Linked DNA regions of Oncorhynchus mykiss: region 2 is linked to region 1. Evidence: chromatin contacts called from public Hi-C data. All regions are on one chromosome and are shown on one strand. Each heading gives the region's core, a stretch centred on a gene start, on an enhancer-like site or on the middle of the called end of the contact. The rest is flanking DNA. Distances are from core to core; before and after follow the strand shown. Region 1 overlaps LOC110506740 (chromodomain-helicase-DNA-binding protein 9). Region 2 holds the start of LOC110506740 (chromodomain-helicase-DNA-binding protein 9).

The links. A called contact is a pair of places that touch in the nucleus more often than the background predicts.
Region 2: a contact with region 1 is called in a Hi-C map of liver, with 3 times the contacts expected there. The contact joins the promoter of LOC110506740 here to the enhancer-like site in region 1. A contact is called at or near these places in 2 of 3 Hi-C or Micro-C datasets (blood and liver).

The regions. Positions count from the first base shown.
Region 1 is chr26:36,844,143-36,847,338 of USDA_OmykA_1.1, reverse strand. All of the region lies in intron 3 of LOC110506740 (chromodomain-helicase-DNA-binding protein 9), which reads left to right. Among protein-coding and RNA genes, the nearest start is that of LOC118944405, 44 kb to the right of the region's middle. Within about 2 kb of position 1,673, at least 4 of the 11 cell types and tissues checked have an H3K27ac peak or open chromatin away from gene starts, as enhancers often do. A contact at or near this core is called in liver, where this site is marked.
Region 2 is chr26:36,911,996-36,915,191 of USDA_OmykA_1.1, reverse strand. It overlaps LOC110506740 (chromodomain-helicase-DNA-binding protein 9), which reads left to right and starts at 1,532. Exons shown (of 40, transcript XM_036963373.1): 1 at 1,532-1,623. It overlaps LOC110506741 (AKT-interacting protein), which reads left to right. Exons shown (of 11, transcript XM_021586581.2): 11 at 1-418.

The sequences.
Region 1 (3,196 bases), core at 424-2,923:
TGTGTCGCAGAGTAGAGTGTTCGCTCCGTTGCCACTCACAGGAAGTGATGTCACATCCACCGCCCACGCTGCCAACTATACTCCCTGGGGCGCGTTGCCAGGCAACCGCAAGTGTCATTGTGGATATGTGGATTATGGAAGTGTAATATCATCCGGAGGAGTAAAGTGAGAAAGATAGCTTTAGTCCCTACAACAACACAACATGTTCAAGGAGACCATGAAAGCTCTAGTATTGACAGTGGGAGAAACGCTCAGCCTCCTACAGACCACAGTGTGTATGTGTGTGTACACATAAATGCATGGTTATTTGTATAAATAACTGTGTGTGCTGTGTGGTTGTGTGTGTATGTTTTGTGCCTTCTCTCTAGCACCCTCTCTCTCCCTTTGGCTCCATCTAAACCACCACAGCCAATATCAGCCCTTATTTAGTGGGAAATGTCCAGGTGGGATAGTGTATCCTAGACCTTGCCTAGCGTGTGGCCGAGGACCAGTGTGTGAGGAAGAGACCAGCTTAGTGTGACTGAGACAGGCTAGGCTGTGGTATTGGCTGTAAGCACTAGGCAGGATGAATGCCTGGCTGGTTGAATGACTGGCTGTGTTTGGCTGGATGACTGACTGGCTGGCTAATTTTCCTGGTTCCACTGTACTGTATTGGAGCATAAGCCCAGAGGGAGTCTTCTATCGCTTAACTAGAGACAGGCTAGCACAGTGAAGCATTTCTTCTTCTTTTGGCTCTATACTCCAAAAGTTTGGATTTGAACTCGAACAATGACAACAAGTTTGATGTGCAGACTTTCAGTTTTAATTTGAGGGTATTTTCATCCATATCAGGTGAAACATTTAGAAATTATACAGTATGTACTGAAGTGAGAAAGTTAGACGCACAAATATCATACTCCCAAGACATGCGAACCTCTCACCATTATAATAACAGGGGAGGTTAGCATTTTATTGGGAGGTATGATATTTGTATATCTGTAACTTTCCCACTCATCATTATTCACAATTAATTCAGGATTATCCATAATCAGGGTAGCATCCACATTAATTTAGAAGTGTTTAGAAACATTCTATTCTTAATTACAATTAAAGTGACTCCAAAGTGACACAATACATTATTTACCATTCATTTCTATTGGGTACAAAATAATCAGAAACTCAACCAAAACAAACAGCAAATGCATCCAACAAGTTTCTAGAGTCACAAGCTTGATGTAGTCATTGCGTGCTATGAATATGGGACCAAATACTTAAATGTAATACACATAGGTGAATTTTTACCAATACTTTTAGTCCCTTAAAATTCTGTCATTTCAAACTGTTGCCCAATATGGATGAAAATACCTTAAAATTAAAGCTGACAGTCTGCACTTTAACCTCATAGTCATTGTTTGATTACAAATTCAAACTGTTGCAGTATAGAGCCAAAATAAAAAATACAATTCTTCCCTGTCCCAATCATTACGGAGGGCACTGTAGTTAGTTATGTGTGCGTGTGTATGTGTGAGTACCTCTTTCAGAGTAGTTGGTGTTATGTGAGAAGGAATCTACTTACTGCGTGTCTGCTCGTGTGAGCCTTGCCGTGTTTTGGAGCGTATCAGACAGAGCTAGAGAGCTTCTGTTCCTGTTGCTGTGTGAGAGAGTACAGGGGGAGGAGAGGGGTGGAGGAAGACAAGGTGAGAGATAATGTGCATGACAGAGGGAATGAGGGAGGAATGATCTGGAGCACACACAGAGAGAAGACAGGAGTACAGCCCCGGGAGGGAGGGAGCTGTTGTATTATCTGTGTGTCTGATCTCAGGTTATGTAGGGCGTTTAGAGCACTTAGAACAGACATAGGCCTGTACAATACTGACATATACAGACATATACGGTACATGTCTAGGCTGAGGACTTCACAGTAGAGGTCTTCCCGGATCCACCTGTACCCGAATACCTGAGACCCAATCCAGGACCCCAAGCTAAACGTGCCACTCTTTTAACGAGAGTGGCACGTGTAGCTTGCTGTTGTTGTTGGCCAATCATAAGTCATCAAAGCGGCAATAGGCTACAGCCATAGAGCCTCTGTGTTAGGAGATATTGAGTCAATGGAAGATGGAATTCAAATTCTGTAATTAAAAATGAAAGGAGAATGATAGGCTACAACGACCAAGAGCCAACAGCTAAGCTCCATTCTGAATGGAGTTGTTGTTGTTTAACTGAGCAGGATGAGAAAGCACATGCATTCTCAATTAGCCTAGCAGTTTGATGCAGTCAAGACAGGCTACATAATCATATTGGATGATACATTTTCTATCTATGGCAGCTATTAGTCTACTATAGCGAGAGTCTACTTGGTTGGTTGCTGTCTCTTCCTCCCACCTCCCTATTCCCGTGTCACTCGCTCACACTCTCAGTAGCCTACACACACAGCACAGCCCCTACCCGAGCTTCACCTATGTTTACCTCCACTCCCTCACACTTTATCAGCTCCAGTTAATTAATAAAGTAGCTTAAAAATATACTTTTCTGCTGCTTCCTTCACTCGGATCGGACAACCAGGTCTATATGGAACGGGTCTAGTTGTCCTCGGGTCCTTTCGGAAGGGGTCTCTATATAAAAAATGTTTTTATTTATGCATATCGGGTCCAGATGGGAAAGCCCCAGGTCCATTTCAAATGGGTCAATATTTTTGGACCCGTGAAGGACTCTATGTCACAGTTCAATGAGATGGATGTGCCACTGTGTTTTCCCTTTTTGTAGTTAGGTAACGAAGTTCGGACGAGGGAAGAGACACAGGAGTATTAGCATGGACTTATACAGTGCATTCGGAAAGTATTCAGACACCTTGACTTTTTCCATATTTTGTTATGTTACAGCCTTATTCTAAAATTGATTAAATATTTTTTTCCCTCATCAATCAACACACAATACCCCATAATGACAAAGCAAAAACATGTTTTTCAAAATGTATTACAAGTATTTGGGGAGTTTCTCCCATTCTTCTCTGCAGATCCTCTCAAGCTCTGTCAGGTTGGATGGGGAGCGTTGCTGCACAGCTATTTTCAGGTCTCTCCAGAGATGTTCGATCAGGTTCAAGTCCAGGCACTGGCTGGCCCACTCAAGGACATTCAGAGACTTGTCCCGAAGCCACTCCTGTGTTGTCTTTGCTGTGTGCTTAGGGTTGTTGTCCTGTTGGAAGGTGAACCTTTGCCCC
Region 2 (3,196 bases), core at 283-2,782, 68 kb before region 1:
TTCTTTACTGTGTAAACTACAGGCGAGATGGGTAATATATATTGCAGGTATGGTTTTAATGAATATGCAACGTTAAATCACGGCTATCTTTACATTGCTTTTAAATAGTTTTGAATGTTCTATTTACCCTTATTGAGCTGATTAAAGGTTTGTCTAAATAAAAATGTGCTGTGGGAATGGCAGCCCTCAACAGACATTGTTTTGCTCAAGCTTTTGGCTACTTGGCACTATATTGCTGTGAAATGAAGTAAACACATGCTGTCTGGACTGTTGAATTTGGTAAAACAATGCATATGTGGACTTCTCATTTTAACGTTCCTATATGGAACCAAATCTTCAGTCAACAGTTCACGCTGTATAGGTAGTGAGTTTGGAAAGCTTTTCTTTGAAAGGAAATAAACATGACAATGCATACCAATGACTGTGTTAAAATGAGCCTTTATATAACTAGGTACATCAGTTGAGAACAAATTATTATTTACAATGACTGCATAACCCGGCTGGTGCTGGGCCAATTGTACGCTGCCCTGTGGGGCTCCCAATCATGGCTGATAGATGATTCAGCCTGAAATCAAACCAGTGTCTAGTGACACCTCAAGCCCTGAGATGCAGTGCTTTGGACAGCTGTGATGTACATGTATGTAGTGATTAAGGTTTGAGGTAAGCACTGTTTGCCATTGACTAGCTGTGGAGATCTAAGTAGCCTTTATTCATCACATAAGGGTGTGTGGGTCATGTCGCACGACAACGTGTTAGAGCTCAATTTGGCCTTTGTGACTCCAGACTCCGCAAATGCGTGACACCATCCATACGGCGCTTATAAACCATATTTTCAGATCAAGCATACATTTGCTCTTAATAAATCAGCTGAACAGGTTGATAACCAGGGGTGAACTGAACATACGATGTTCGTGTTGAAAAATTTCGGAGCCTCAGAGGCACGCGAGGCCAAAAACGTTTTTAACTTTCCCCAGTAATACTTCCCGAAATGAAGGCATGTTCTTTGATTTAACTTTCAGAATAATCAAAAGGAGCGCGTGGAAGTATGTGTGAAAAATCTGGTTGGATCTCATCGATTTTAGAAAACCTTTCCACTATTTCTGATCTCATGCTGTCAGGCATAGATTTATGGTTCACGTCAAGACCATACTGACTTGGTTTAGCAGTACTGTGAAGAGCCACTGGGGGTCACAACACACTAACGACAGGTTGCCATGTTATTTTCCAACTATCTCGCCTGTCAGAGTCAACATTATTATCCGGGAGACTACAGGTTTGTGTTATCAAAGTAAAACCTCCGCGGATTGGCTTCAGATCTACCGCGGCCATCTTGTGTGTCATGCCTTTATAACCAATTTGGTCTAATATTTGTCATTTTATTTTTACATATGAGGAGTTACTATGGCACAAAATTGAAAATGAAATTTGTCCATGTGGAACCGGCTCCAAATGTAATCTGAGATTATAAAAATTGAACGACTTCTCAATTGTCCAATCAGAGAGCAAGTAACTGATATGCAAATTGTGTCATCGATTCGTCACGTCAGCAGCAGTGGAACCGCTCTGGTCAACTAGTTAACTTCGCTCTTATAATTTTCAGTCAACGGATTTTTCGTCACTTCGGTAAGTAATAAAACCATTTTCTCGTCATAAATAGAAAGTATTGGCTCCACACAGAGCTTTGAACTCTGGGAGCAAACCGTCATTCAAATGACTGAGAGACAGTGACGCTCAGCTGTGGTCACTAACGTTACGTTAACAGTGAGAATCCCGGTCTGAAAAGCACCCAACTAGCTAACTACAATATCAGTCAAATGGCTCGCGGAACATTGTGAGTTATCCCATTTCCATAATGATTCTCAGAGTTCGAATTATTGCATTCGTGTTACTAAAGTTATTGATGGCGCTTCTCAACTGACAGCGACCCGCTGTGATGGGGTACGAGCCTCGAGCCAGCTCAGCATCGTTACCATGAATGTGCATGCAGAGGGTAAAGTGATATCAGTCGGGGGTCTCAACGAAACTCGGTCGGGTCCATCAACAACTGGTTGGATTGTCTGTGGTCAATCTATTGCATTGTTCTTAATGAATGACTGTCGACCCCCATCCAGCTTTCCCTCCTCTCCTACTCAGCAGAGGCGTCACGACACCACTGAAGTCGAGAGGAGACAAGTGGGGACACGTGTACGATTCGAGTCTCGAGAAGAACAGATGGTGGGAAAGAATCCCTAAGGCTTGCCACCTGACTTTCAGATTCAGAAAGTTAAGATTCAGCTAATTTCTCTAACTAGGTAGCCTGTTGTGATTGGGAAACACATCGAGTGCCAAGCAGCCTTTTTACTATAAGGTGCAGCAAGGCTGTTGTGAAGATTCGATGCTCAGATAGCCACGAGCCATAGCTGCACTCGGAGGATGCTGAGGTTAGTGGCCATTACAGACGGGCTTCTTTCTATCATGGGTTCATTGTTACAGATTCTCGCTGTGCCACACAAACCAGGTGTGGTTAATTGAGGGATTCTAGAACCTATTCTAAAGTAAAAATTCAACAATGCAATAGGATACTTATTAACCTTTCTTACTTCGTAATAACACTGTTATTCTTGGGATTATTCTTATTTAACGTCTTTACAAACGAGTGTAATCAGCAGCCAGTTGATTCAAATCGATTGATGATTATCATGGATGTCCGTTGCACGTAGATGTAGTTTGTGCAAATTCTATTTTGATTTCTGAATCCATGATGGAGTTGGATCGTCGACAGACGACGGGTTTGTGAGTTTGGACAGTTTGATGCTGCATTGTTTCTGTCTCTATGTCGTTATTGTGGCTGCACTTGTTATTTGTATTTTTTGTTGTTGTTGAGGGTGCTTAGATAATAAGTCACCAGGACTCTGAAATCGACGACGCCTATTTATTTGTTATGTATAGTGGGTTGGTGATATCATGCTACTTGAGGCAAAGAGGCATAGACTCATGATAAACAAAGAAAGAAGCAAGCGGCAGGCATGCAGAGGTAGCTAGCCCACTGGGCACAGACTTCAATTCAACGTCTATTCCACGTTGGTTCAACGTAATGTCAATGAAATGACGTGTAAACAACGTTGACTCAACCAATGTGTGACCAGTGGGAGGAGGCTAAATGTAAACAGGAAGCGCAGCAAAACACGAATGCATTTATTTATATTGCACTGACTAT